2 separate regions of the Mus musculus genome follow, and region 1 is linked to region 2. A link is a contact called in public Hi-C data. All regions are on one chromosome and are shown on one strand. Each heading gives the region's core, a stretch centred on a gene start, on an enhancer-like site or on the middle of the called end of the contact. The rest is flanking DNA. Distances are from core to core; before and after follow the strand shown. Region 1 overlaps Ndufb5 (NADH:ubiquinone oxidoreductase subunit B5). Region 2 overlaps Usp13 (ubiquitin specific peptidase 13 (isopeptidase T-3)).

The links. Hi-C and Micro-C count contacts between places; a contact is called where the count stands out from the background.
Region 1: a contact with region 2 is called in a Hi-C map of embryonic stem cells, with 1.7 times the contacts expected there. The contact joins two enhancer-like sites. A contact is called at or near these places in 1 of 39 promoter capture datasets (embryonic stem cells), 9 of 484 Hi-C or Micro-C datasets (embryonic stem cells, nephron progenitors, neural progenitor cells and 2 more), 4 of 115 datasets of contacts at active chromatin or transcription factors (differentiating embryonic stem cells and embryonic stem cells) and 2 of 9 other capture datasets (adipose tissue and pancreatic islet).

The regions. Positions count from the first base shown.
Region 1 is chr3:32,749,385-32,756,145 of GRCm38.p6, reverse strand. Ndufb5 (NADH:ubiquinone oxidoreductase subunit B5) reads right to left here. Exons shown (of 6, transcript NM_025316.2): 6 at 4,587-5,117. The coding sequence ends at 4,997. Among named protein-coding and RNA genes, the nearest start is that of Ndufb5, 16 kb to the right of the region's middle. Within about 2 kb of position 3,150, at least 3 of the 459 cell types and tissues checked have an H3K27ac peak or open chromatin away from gene starts, as enhancers often do. A contact at or near this core is called in embryonic stem cells, where this site is marked.
Region 2 is chr3:32,831,838-32,838,656 of GRCm38.p6, reverse strand. It overlaps Usp13 (ubiquitin specific peptidase 13 (isopeptidase T-3)), which reads right to left. Exons shown (of 21, transcript NM_001013024.2): 2 at 696-821. Among named protein-coding and RNA genes, the nearest start is that of Usp13, 18 kb to the right of the region's middle. Within about 2 kb of position 5,441, at least 10 of the 459 cell types and tissues checked have an H3K27ac peak or open chromatin away from gene starts, as enhancers often do. A contact at or near this core is called in embryonic stem cells, where this site is marked.

The DNA.
Region 1 (6,761 bases), core at 1,901-4,400, 80 kb after region 2:
TGGGGGGTCTCTGCGGCCTTCACAGCAGAGTGAAAAGCTGTAGGAGGCAAGACATGGCTCAGCAGACAGTGTTACTTTAAACTTCAGGAGCCTGAGTGGTTTACTGTAGGCCTCTTCAAGCTCAGCATGATCTGAACTATTCTTGGGATGATTATCTCAATCCCGAATTCATAACAAAGCATACCTAAATCGCTTTAAGGTGCAAATTAAACTAAACGCAGATCAGATATAACTAGACTGAAACTCTTTTTAAAGTATATATGACACCTTTCATAAAGATAGTTTTATATTCTGAGAAAAACAAAGTTTCAAGAAGGGTCTGGAGGAGGGCCCAATATTGAAAAGTCTCCTGCCACACAGACTGTGCAAAGGCTAGAAAGCATGCCCATTGGTCCATGTCTGTGAGCACAGAGTCCCATGTCCTGTTGCTTTTGGCCCTGTGGCAAAACAGTATAATCACGGAGTTATCTGCTGGAAGCAGTTGTTCCCCTTATGGCAAAAGGAAAGTAAAAGAGAGGAAGAGGGTGTTCAGCTCAGTGAAGCAGGCAAGCATAGGGAATAGCAGAGCAACCTAGGACTCTACTTGGTTGTTGGTTTTTTTTTTGTTTTTTGTTTTTTGTTTTTTTTTAAGAGGGCATCGAATCCCATTACAAATGGTGTGAGCCACTATGGTTGCTGGGAATTGAACTCAGGACCTCTGGAAGAGCAGTCAGTGCTCCTAATCTCTGAGCCATCTCTCCAGCCCCTTGGTTTGATATCTTATGGGCCCTCTTCTAACAATGCATTTGGAAACCTAAGACCCTCACTCATGTATATCCACTCTTCTCTGAACAATGCACCTAGCCACCTGTTAGAAACCCAGAACCCCCATCTGTATCAAGCTGCACATACCTACTTAATATGAGTATGATAAACAATGGGTAAGTTTCACCTTCCTTTAGCAACCACCAAACAGTGTCTATTCGAGTGTATTCCCAATACATTCATCTAAGAGGATAGGAGGGTTGATCTAGATTGAACTGGTCTTGGGTGCTTTACAATAGGCACATTGTCCTCTAATTGAGCTTTTAGGGAGAATCCCCCCATTTATGCTTATGCATAATTTGATATGCATAAGACTAAAATCGGATGCATCAGGGGAAGGAACATGAACATTGATCATGTTCAGTATATGTCCAAGTCTGTCAATCAAAATAAAGAACCAACCAAACTATACCTGAGTCATTCAAGTCCTCTGTCTCTGAGCACCATAAAAAATAACCACAATGAATGATCTAGCAGGCTTCAGTCTCAACAGTGTATCTGACTTCATCTGCCACCTTGCTGATTTAGAAACCCTGTGTGTGCCCTTAAATCAACCCTTTGGATAAGAGGTGGAGAACCCAAACACAGCCAGTCCAGACCTGAGCCCTGGTAACGTGTTTGGCAAGCCAGCCAAGAGGCACGAAAACATTCTTCCACCTTGCTGATGAAATGTCACTGGAGTCTGGCTTTGTCAGAGAGTTGTCTATTTAAGTGCGCCATGTCAGTTCCTGGGAACTGTTTATTATGCTGTTTTGTGTCCTGAGAAGGAACCTGCATGACAATTATTAATGAACTAAAAATAGACTGTGTGCTGTTCTTGACATATGTCTAATTTTAAAGTCTCTCTCTCTTATTCCCTCTAATTCTCTCTCTCTCTCTCTCCCTCTCTCTCTCTCTCTCTCTCTCTCTCTCTCTCTCTCTCTCTCTGTGTGTGTGTGTGTGTGTGTGTGTAGGTACAAGTCACAGCATACATATGGAGGTCATAAGTCAATTTGCAGTTTGTTTTCTTCTACCACAAACCCGGGAGTGCTCATAAGTAAGCCTGAGTTTGATCTCTCTCTGTCTATCTGTCTGTCTGTCTGTCTAATCTATCACAAATTTTCTATTTTTGCAGAGCTGACAATTGGATGTAAGGCCTTACTATATACTAGTTTTTCAAAGTCTATCACTGAACCTGGAACTTGATCACTGACTAGAAGCTAGACTAGCTGGCCTGTGTGCCACCAGGATCCTCTTGGCTCTGCCTCTCAGTCAGTACTGGGATTACAGACACTCCATCCAGCCCACTACAGATACATGCCAGTGTTTAGTTATGAAATAACAAGACCTACCTCGCTGTGCAACGTTTGTACATCCAAAGGAGAGAGCCCTTCAAAACAGGCATGTCCCAAGTGCAAACAAGGTGCCTCCTTCCTAAGCCTGGCTGTGTCCTTCCTGGTGCTGATGTTTGAACCCGGGGCCTTCAGTAGGCTAAGTATACACTCACCTCAGAGCCACAGCTGTGTTTTACTTTTAGATCCTTCTAGAATGCTGACAGAGGGCTGAGGATTTGGAAAAGCAGCAGAGTGCTGGCACATATGGGTTTGGTCTCCAGTACTTCCCACTTCCCCACCCCATCCCCAAACCCAAAAAGAATAACTTAACTCCACTCCAAAAGACATACCTTTCATCAGATGTAACTTAATATGACTTATTCAACTTTCCAAAGCCTATTAAGTGAGGATAATGTGTGTATGTGTGTGTGTGTGTGTGTGTGTGTGTGTGTGTGTGTGTGTGTAAGCATGGTTGTAAAGATATGGTTAGTTCCTATCTGTTACACATTAGACTTAACAACTATTTCTAACAGGATTTTTCTTTCTGTGCCAAGCTTTCTGTATATTAGTAGGACATAAGGAATGATATATCCCTCAGATTAGTAGAATGGCAAAGGGAAACCTACAACTGAGCTGGGTGGTGGTGAGCTGAGGGCAGCAGAGGGAAGGGAAACTATGGTCAGAATGAGAGAAAAAAAGAGAGAGCACAATGCACAAAAGTGAATGATATCTACAGATCCAACATGTTCATGGCCTGTTCCCTCTTTCCTAGTTCTCCTACAAAATGGTTTGCATAAGCAGGGCCCAGAGACCTTATGTCCTTCTCTCAATCTGTAGGCAGAATTGTGGGACTGCATAGGAAAGCCTCAGGACAAATCTTTGGGGTAGTGGGGTGTGGCCATCCCTTTCTGGGAAAACAAGGAGCTTCCACCACTCCAGAAGACTTTGGTGGAGGTCGGGAGCAGGCAGCCTGACAAGTGGCCCTGTGGCCTTTTATTTCTTTTGTTCCTTTAGGCAGCAGCAGACACCTTCCTATTGGGCCAAGGACAATTATGTAGAAAACTGGTTCCAGGCTCTGCTTCTCCTCTCGCAGTGTCTAGATGCTGCTGATACACCGGTCAGAAAGGTGAAGTCTGGAATGGGTGGGGTCTGCGGTCAACCTCTTCTTTCTAGGGCAGCAGAGTCGCCAAGTTGAGAGGGGGTAAAGCGGAATGGGGGTCCACAGAACTCCAGACTGGGCAGGATGCTAGAAGTGTTACAGCTCTTAGAAAAGGAGTAAAGAGTAAAGGGGTTCCAGCAGCCCGTGGGGAGGATCCCCAGGTCCTGGGCCCAGCAGCTGCTGTGGCGAAGATGCCAGTGATGGAGATGTCGAGCCTCTGCCAGGCAGATGGGACCAAAAGTCCAACGAGTACATCAGGGGGAGACAGCCCTCCCCCAAATGTTACAGCTCAGTAAAAATAGCCAGTCTCAAAAGACCCTTGGTGAAATAGCTTGTGTGCTTTATTCCATGTGGACAGGGCTATGAACCTTGGGATTTGGGGGGATCCTATTGGCCGATACTAAGGCGCTGGTGATGCTCTATTTGTCTGAGGAGGAATAACAGGTGCTATGCTATGCGACTGACTACTTGTGGCACCTGGTTGGGGGTTTCAAGGTTACACACTCCAAGGCAGGCACAGAAACAGGGAAGGAGCTAGTTTTATTCCTGTCAGACTCAAGTTCTGAGATTTCCAGGGTTTGGACTTGCTGTACCCTGGCAGTCTCATGCCCATTCCTCTCACAGCATGGTCCACATGCCCCACAGAAAACCACCAGCTGGAAACCACACAATCTGAGTTCATTACACTGTCATGAAGAATGAAGAGCAGATGCAAAGAAAGGCTGGCCTGAGTTGAAAGATAACAGACACTGGAAATGAAAACTGTTTCTGTGAACATTGAACACATCTGAAGTCTCTAATCCTCACCTGAAAGGAGAGAAAGAACTTGACAGGAAATGGCGCTGTTGGAAAGGTTGTGAAAGAGCCCATGTTTTTGGAGCCATGTTCAGCAGACAGTAAGAGCTTGACAAATGACAGGCATGAGGTAGCTTTAACTCACACGTCACGCAGTACTGGAGACCAAGCCCGGGGCTTCATGTGTGCCAGCACTCTGCCGCTTTTCCAAATCCTCAGCCCTCCGTCAGCATTCTAGAAGGATCTAAAAGTGAAACACAGCTAGAGAGTGCAGCTGTGGCTCTGAGGTGAGTGTGTACTTAGCCTACTGAAGGCCCGGGTTCAACACCAGCACCAGGAAGGACGCAGCCAGAAGGACGCAGCCAGAAGGATGCGGCCAGGCTTAGGAAGGAGGCACCTTCAGTGTTTCCAGAACAGAGCTCTACGGGAGCTCAGTTACTGTGTCTCAAGAGTTTGTGTCTGTACACTAAAAACGAATGGCACGTACCCCAAAAGTAAAGCAAGATGCTACAGGTAAACTCTAAGGCTTTATTTATTCTGGTCCTGATAATTTTATATGGTTGGTTCAGTATTTCTTTTGAACTTAAAATTCCAAGTAGTCCCAAATAAGCCCCATCTGCAATGACAGATGACTACAGTTCCTGAATATTCACAGGACCGCTGCACCTTCCACCTGCCAGACAACGGCATCAGCAGCTTATCAACAGTGTCACTTTAGGAATTCACAACTTCCCAGACCTCCAGGTTTCATTACTACCCTGTAAATCCCAACAGATGAAGCTGAAAGGCCCACAGAGAACACATCACCTGAACCTCATGAAGAACCAGCCACAGAATCTTGTGTACATCAGAGCAAAAATACAGAGTATTTATTCATTTCTTCCCACTAGAGGGACACACTGTTCTTGGACAGACAAATGAATCATCAGTTGTCAGGAGTTGCCTTTGGAGAATGATCAATGAACTCCTTTTCAGGGGTTGGAAATTGATACCAGGGTCCATCACCTCGGGCACGCATCAGCCTTCGAACTTCCTGCTCCTTTAACCTGTAACAAAGGGAATAGTAACTGTGAGGATACGGACACGTGAGCAGATGCAGCCACTACAGCAGTCAGCAGAGCTTCTTCAAAATAACAAAGCAGAACCACCATAGGACAGAGGCCTTCACCACTCCATAGCCGCACTGCTCAGGGGTCTAAGTTGGCTCATTAGACACATAGCTGAGTATCCATGTTCTTGTGCATAATACCCAAGATATGGAAGCACTCTAGCTGTCCATCAACAGATGAATAATAAAGAAAATGTGGCACATTTACACAATGGCACACCATTCAGTCATATGCAGACAACTGCATGAAGCTGGAGGGCATCATGTCCTCTGCTATGTGGAATCCATACTGATGTATACAGGTATACACAGGACACAAAACAGATGGGGAACTACTGGGGGCAGAAAGGGACCAGGAGGAGGGAAGAGGACAGGAAGAGATCAGCAGGCAGGGGAGAAGGGAAGAGAAGGTAAAGGAGGTAAGGATGAGCAACGTACATCTTTATGAAGATGCCATCAGGAAAGCCTTTATTCCATACACCAAAAAAGTTAATGAAGGGGAAAACAGTCCCACGATCCCAACAACAGAGGTAGTCACTGTATGCATGATAGTCTGGCATAAACAGGCACATGGAAGCAGACATCTGCTATACATACAAGCCAACTTGGGGCTGGTGAATTTTATCATCACTTACATTGAACAATTGTCTCCACAGGCCCTGCTCCATGGCTTTGTGACAAGCTTGCTCTGTCATCCACCTTTCTGATGTTAATACAGTTGGCTACAGAACACCCACTAATGAGCCCATGCGAGGGTCCCATGCTGGGAGGTGATATGCTGCCATCTGCCTATACTGCTGCTATCATTGTTTGAAGAGGGAAGAGGGAATTTCTCCACAGCAAGTGGAGTCCCCTCACTAGCACCACACTGAATGGCCTACATTAGATATTCCATTGTTAAAAACAGAAGAGAAAAATCAGAGCCAAAAGCCCCATCAACCCAGAGCCTCACGCAGCTGACATCATACTCTGGGTGATCTGCATGGTACAGAGATCCCTTCACAACTCCACAGCCAAGGCCAAGCCTTCTCCATGAAACCCTGGCCTTCCAAAGTACATGTATTAAGCTTTTTATGACCAGAAATGTACAACTACATAATTCACTTCCCAAGCATTAGCCAGCTCTCTAACCTTACTTATGAGATTAGATACCTTTGTAACTGTGACTTAGAGAATATCTATTCAACTTTTCAGAAAGGACTAAACACTTTTTCCCTCTTTTAAATATAACTACACAAAATGTGTAACTATCATAATTAAAGAGAAAGAGTTCATAAATCTAAGAGAGAGTAGGGGGACAGGGAGGAACTGGAGTCGGGAGAGGAAAGGAGGTAGAAATGGTGTAAGTAAAAGTACTCACGCAGAAAGTTCTTACAGCAATCAATCAATCAATCAATAAAAACAACAATAGCAACAACAACAAACAAGGCACAGCCAAAGCCCAAAACCCAAGGCTGAGGAAATGGCGCAGTCAGTGAAGAGCTGGCCTTGCAAGGACAGTTCTGTCCCCAAGCCCATGTCAAATCATCCCTTCCCAGTGCTGCGGAGGTGGAGACGGATCCTGGAGCCTGCCAGCCAGTGG
Region 2 (6,819 bases), core at 4,192-6,691:
AAGGGGATACACTGGGTCCTGCTGGGACTTGAAGTCCCAGACCAGGATGGTACCCAAGGAGGGGGAGGGGTAATGAGGGAGGGATTTATGAGGGTGGGACTGGGAGAAGAAGGGGAGGGGCTTTGATCAGGATGTAAAATTAATTAATTAATTAATTAATTAAAAGTACAAGATCTCTTTTTTTTTAATTACTTTTTTTTTTTTTTTTTTGGTTTTTCGAGACAGGGATTCTCTTTATAGCTCTGGCTGTCCTGGAGCTCACTTTGTAGACCAGGCTGGCCTCGAACTCAGAAATCCGACTGCCTCTGCCTCCCGAGTGCTGGGATTAAAGGCGTGCGCCACCACGCCCGGCTTTAAATTACAGTTTTTTAAAGAAACAAAGGGATGTGAACTTTTAAGAGAGTCTCTTCTCTCACTTAAGGAAAACACTGGGATATGGTAGTTTGATACTTTTTTATATTTTTAAACTTAAAATTACTTTTCCAATCAATCCACCACATGCCCTCTTAACTCCAACTGGCAGCCTAGAAGAAGAAAAATGAAACCGGCTAAGGTCAGGACAGGGGTGGAAAGGAAGCTCTGAGAGTCTGCACGCTGCTGCAATTTCCTGTCATTAAAGAGAATGAGGAGTTCTGAGAGTGAGGTAAAACCCCTGTGGTGAACATGCAGGAACCCTCTCCAAACACCCAGCTCACCTCTCGCATGTGCCTCTTCAGGTGCATGTATACGCTCTGTCCAGTTTTTCGAAAGTGTCTTTCTACGTGTTCCCTTCCAAAGGCCAAAAAGGTATTCATGCATACGTAGAGCCCACCTTCAGAGTTCTAGAAGAAAGAGAGAGGGTACAAAGTTACCAAAGACACCTGACTAAGTCATCAAGATACAGACAACTGGAAGAAGTAAATGATGAGGGTCAGCCTCAGCAAAGGGTTACAGTGACTCTCATAGGTATTTGCCAGAACCGAAGATGGCTTCACTCTCACCCCATAGAGCTCCGAGCTTATTGAGTCAGGCTACTTTCAGTCCAGGTGAGATGCTATGTGTGTCAGGAGCTAGGAACGGTTGCATGTCGTGAAGTGCATCTCAGTTTTCAGTTTGAGTGGAACTTCTGGGTTCATGTGAGTTTCCGGGAGAAATCGATAAGGGGAGAGACCTTCCCTGACCATGGGCTACAGCAGCCTATAGGCCGTGGGCTAGGTGGAATAAAAGGAGGAAGAGGAGGAGGAGGAGGAGGCAGCCTACAACACTGTCAGTCTCTGTTTCCTAAATGCAGTGGGGTGAGCAACTTTGTCCTGCCACACACAGCACTACCACAACATTCTGCCTCACCAGAGACCGCAACAATGGAACTGGCCAACTATGGACTGAGACCTCTAAAATCATGAGCCAGAATAAATCCTTCCTTGTAGGCATAATGTTATTGTGCAGTGTGTAAAGATTATCCTTGTATTATTCAAATGCTGATTTCTCTGCTCCCATAACTGATTGCAATCCAGACGTGGCATTGTAATGATTATTCTAAGAATCTCCTGCCTGAATGCTGGGTAAGCATTGTTCCCCATTGAGTCTCCGACTTGTCAATAAAGGCTGGTCAGCCAAAAACTGAGCAGAAGAGAGAAAAGGACTGGACTTCCAGCCCCAGCCAAGGGAATGGGAGAGAAGGAGGAGGAGGAGGAGGAGGAGGAGGAGGAGGAGGAGGAGGAGGAGGAGGAGGGGGAGGAGGAGGAGGAGGAGGAGGAAGGAGGAGGAGGAGGAGGAAGGAGGAGGAGGAGGAGGAAGGAGGAGGAGGAGGAGGAGGAGGAAGGAGGAGGAGGAGGAGGAGGAGGAGGAAAGGGGGGAGGGGAGGGAGGATTCACCACAAGGAAGAGATCCAAGAGACACCATGGTAAAACATCTGGAGCAGAGAGAGCCAGACCAATGCTAAAATGCAAGTATCTCTGTGATTTTGGCTGGAAAGTAGCCAGATGAGCTGAGAGGATTAGACTAGATTAATAACTGCTCAGTTATTGTGCCATAAAGTTTGATTAAATGCATCCCATAGTCTCTGTCTCGCTTATTTGGAAGCTAGCCAGGATAAACAAGGAACAACTAATTTTAAAATTCCTTTAACACTTTCTCCCCCACTAAACCTTTCCTCATGTGTTTGTCACAGAGACAGACTAACAGACATGCCTGGTATGCAATCCACAAACATAGGTAATAACTGCTTCTATCGGCCACTTCAAGTTATTCATTAGTATTTCCATTTCACTGTTTTAAAAAACGAATCACAAGCCATTTTCCCAAGTATATACAGCCTGGAATTTTCGGAGTTGGATTTCAATCTGTTTCTCTTTTTATCTCTCCTGCCATATTTCAAAACACATGACGTTATTTCATTAAAATGAAGTCAAGATTGATGCTCACACTCCAGGTGCTTGATTTTCGGTCTCAATTTCATATCTCTTTCTCTCACTTTACCTAATGAGACTCTCTGAATAATACTTAATCTATAAAATCACCCAGACTTCCTTCAAAGGAAGTGGATCCTATTAAAGCCCTGCTAGTCTCACTCCTACAAAAGAAAACAAAAGAAAAAAGGAAGGAGGGAGGGAGGGAGGGAGGGAGGGAGGGAGGGAGGGAGGGAGGGAGGGAGGGAGGGAAGAAGGAAGGAAGGAAGGAAGGAAGGAAGGAAGGAAGGAAGGAAGGAAGAAAGGGTTGCAGCAGGTACACAGACATGTATACAGTAAAACACCCATACATGTAAAATAATAAAGGAACAAAATAAAAGAAAAACAAACCTGAGCCAACACCTATCCAGATTCCCTAAACTAACCTCAGGTGCAGTGAGGGTGGGGCAGAAGCACTGTGAGGTTGAAGCCAGTGTGGGCTACAGAGTGAGAGCAGAGGAGGGTAAGGGGGGGAGAGAGGAAGGGAGGGGAAAAAGAACAACCCTTTAACTAAAGAAAACATTCTCTTGATCAATACATTAGAGGTGTCTTCAAATGATTTTCCTTTAAATAAACATGTTCTCTAACATAGTTACACTCAATAGTAGATACTCATATAGATATATGGATAGTATATATACATATAATATCTATAATGGTCTTTGATTTATTAAATCAAACACCAAATATTGTGACCAGTTCTATTTGATCTGAACAAAATGTGAATTCAGTTAAGGAACCTCAGCCTTACATACGGAGTGGAGGTGAGGGATGCATGGAACTTGTAATAGAGATCACGAACCCGCCAGCTCTGCACCTTGATAGGGCACCCAAGAGGCCTTGGGTTCCACATTTTCTGGAAATAATGTGTGATGGCTATTCTTGGTTGACAGCTTAACTGTATCTGGAATTAACTACAATCCTGAAATGGAGGGCTCACCTGTGGAGGGCTCATCTGCTCGGTCTGAAGTGGGTAAACCCACTTGTAGTCCAGACCTTTGAGGGAGGAAGGCACACCTTTAATCTGGGCCATACCTTCTGTGAGAAGCCTATACAAGGACTCAGAAGAAGCAAGTTGTGCCCTCTTCCTGCTTGCCCTCAACTTGCTACCATAGCCATTCCTTCATTGGTGGAACCTACTTCTTCAGGATTCCAGCAGAGCAGCTGAGACACCCAGCCGTGTGGGACTGAGCAGCTACTTGATTCTTGGAGTTTCCATTCACAGCTGGCCACTGTTGGATTAGTCGGACTAAAGCCTTTAAGTCAAAATCATTCCACAAATGAATCCCACAGCTAGACAGATGGGTGGATGGATGGATGGATGGATGGATGGATGGATGGATGGATGGATAGTTGGACAGGTGTGTGGATGGATGGTTGGACAGACCGATGGACTAACAGATAGATAGATGGATGGACAGGCAGACAGACATCAGTCAGACAAACTGAGATTTATTCCATGAGTTCTACTCCCACTTCATGATACTGCCTAACTAGAAAGGAGAAAAAAAGACACCAAAAAGCTTCCTATGCCACAAAACATGACATAAATGTTGGTTATCTGCTGTTATGAGGCAATTATCCTACTAGTGTAGTCACTTTATAATTGGGAAAAATCAGCAGAAGGGAAGCCAAGCACATCTGACAGCCATGCAGACCAGGGCCAGGAGATCTTCATCTGAGAGGAAAATGTAGGCAAACAGTGAGAACAGAGAAATTAGCAAATGGAAGAGGGAAAATGCTATACAAGAACATTTTCCTAAAGAAAAATATACAACTGCTCTACAATGCAGATTCCAAAGTAATAGGCAGACTAATCCTCTGATAATCTATCAAAGCCATCTAACATTTTGTCGTTATTGTTTGTTTTATTTTCTGGGGCATTTGACACATTAGAAATTTAACGCACCAAGCTCTGGGTATCCATTTCTAGGGCTGTGTAGCATTGCCCCAAAGTCCATAATCAAACAGAGCAATTCTGAACTCAGAGAGAAAGTACCAGCAAGAAAGACTGTTATAAACACCCACACAAGCCTGCCATCTGACACACAAGACTGGCCTCTGAGATGGGGCGTGGCTGCCGTGCCCTTGTGAAGGTATTTCATAGGGACTTGTCAATAGTTCTGGAGTTCAGGGCACACAGCCACAGAAAGCTTACCCATAGCTCCTCAGCAAAGAATCAGCAAGCAGTCCAATCTAGGAGCTGAGCTTTTCCCCTCTTGCCTCATTAACATCTAAATGCAGGTCAGCTCTAATTCCAGCACCAGGAAGCAGAGGTAGGGGAATGAGCCAGGAGTTTAAAACCTAGGCTACAGCCAGCTTCAGACCACTCTGAGATAGAGAGTGATGCTCCTCTATCTGTCCTGGCTGGATTTGTGTCAGCGTAACATAAGCTAGAGTTATCTGCAGAGAGGAGCCTCCACTGACGAAATGCCTTCATCCAGATTTCCTGTAGGCTAGTCTGGGCCGTGCGTGCGTGTGTGTGTGTGTGTGTGTGTGTGTGTGTGTGTGTGTGTGTGTGTGTGTGTGTGTGTAATGGTTGATGTGGGAGGGGCCAGCATGTTTTGAGTGGTGCCATTCCTGGGCAGATGGTCCTGAGTTGTATAAATAAGAAAGAAGGGTAAGAAGGGTCATGAGGACCAAGCCAGTAACCAACACTTTTCCATAGCCTCTGCTTCAATTCCTGCCTCCAGGTTCTTGCGTTGAATTCCTTCTTTGACTTCCTTCAGTGATGGACTATGTCGTGGGAGTGTAAGGTGAAATAGACCCTATCCTCACCAAGTTGCTCTTGGTCTCAGTGTTTTATCAGAGCAATAGAAACCAAACTGAAACAGATATTAGCACCGGCGTGGAATATTGCTGTGAGAGACCATTGGGGGAAGGATTGTGGGAGAACGTTGGAATTACGTGCTTTCTAGAAAAACCACAGCTTCCATGTAAGAACTGGTGCAGTCTCTTTCATCTGTCATCACAGCGCTGCTACAGGAAAAAGGAGGCAGAGGGAGGAGGGCCAAAGATGCTCTCAAGCCAGGGAGCCCGGCCTAAGCAGCAGTAACCATCAAAAGAGACCCGACCTCAGGCAAGGTGGAGAGTGAGGACAGAAACACCGTGGGTCATCCAGTGACCTCCACACATGCACTGTGTTATGGAGAAAGACGAGACAGAGATGGAGAGACAGAGACAGAGAGACAGGGAGAATAAAGGTGTCCTGTTAAAATACACTACAGGGGATGGAGAGATGGCTCAGGAGGAAGAAAGATTAAGAGTCTTATGAATAAAGCCCATATCCACACAAAAGCAAAGCTGACACGTCACAAGGCAACAACACTGAAATTTAACTCAGTAAGAGTTTTTCAAAGATAAATTTTGGAGCTTTGCAGGAAGATGGGAGTTTGCAATTAGTCTTCATTTTTAGAGACAGAGTCTCACTGTATAATCCAAGATGTCCCTAAACAAACCATGTAACTCAGGCTAGCCTTGAGCTACACAATTGCTTCCCTCAGCCTCTGGAATTACCTGTGTGCACCACCACACTAGGCGTTTTGGTGTTAAATGTATATATAAAAAAATAATAATAAAGACTAACTTCTTACATTCTCACAACCTCCTGAAGTAATGGCTATTAAAACAATCTTAGGCCATGAGATGGCTCAGTGGTTAAAGGTCCTCTTCATCCAAAAAATTCACTAAATCAGCTGCATGCATAAGTACCCACCTTCCCTTTCCAGTGTCGACACTTACATGTTATGGGACAAACAACAGGAACTGTGGATGGAAATAATTTACTTTCCAGCTGACCTTACACACACACAAGACAGACGGACAGACTGCCCAGAACTCTACGTTGAATTTACCTGACAACATCTCCCACACAGGATCAAATACTACACAAGCAGTGTCGAAAGCCCATGTATTGTATTTCAATATGTGTGTGGCATGTACACAGCCAGTTCTCTACTCTGTATTACCCTGCGTGCATTTGTGAGTACCATCGGGGCAAAGTGACTTCTTCTCCATTGTCTGCCATTTAAAACAGTGACAGAAGATTCCCATCCAAAGGTCAAGGGCACAAGTCTCCAAGACACAAGTGAGCAGTCATTTCAAATAAAAACTCTCCACACTGTCAATCAGCAGGTGTTCAGAGAATTCTGTTCACGAAGGCGTTTTCCTGGAGACAAGCCTCACTGGCAGGCAGAAAAGTAGAATGTGTCTGTGTGGATGACAACTCGGGAAGCTGGGGACGCTTCCAGCATCTCCTGTGGAAAACAAACGGTCACTACCATAATAAGCATGATCCAGGGAGCCAGAGTCAGCACAGGGTCACAGCCAGGATGGAGACTGACCCACACACTGTTATACTAGGAAGACATAACGAACAAGGGCACACAGTATC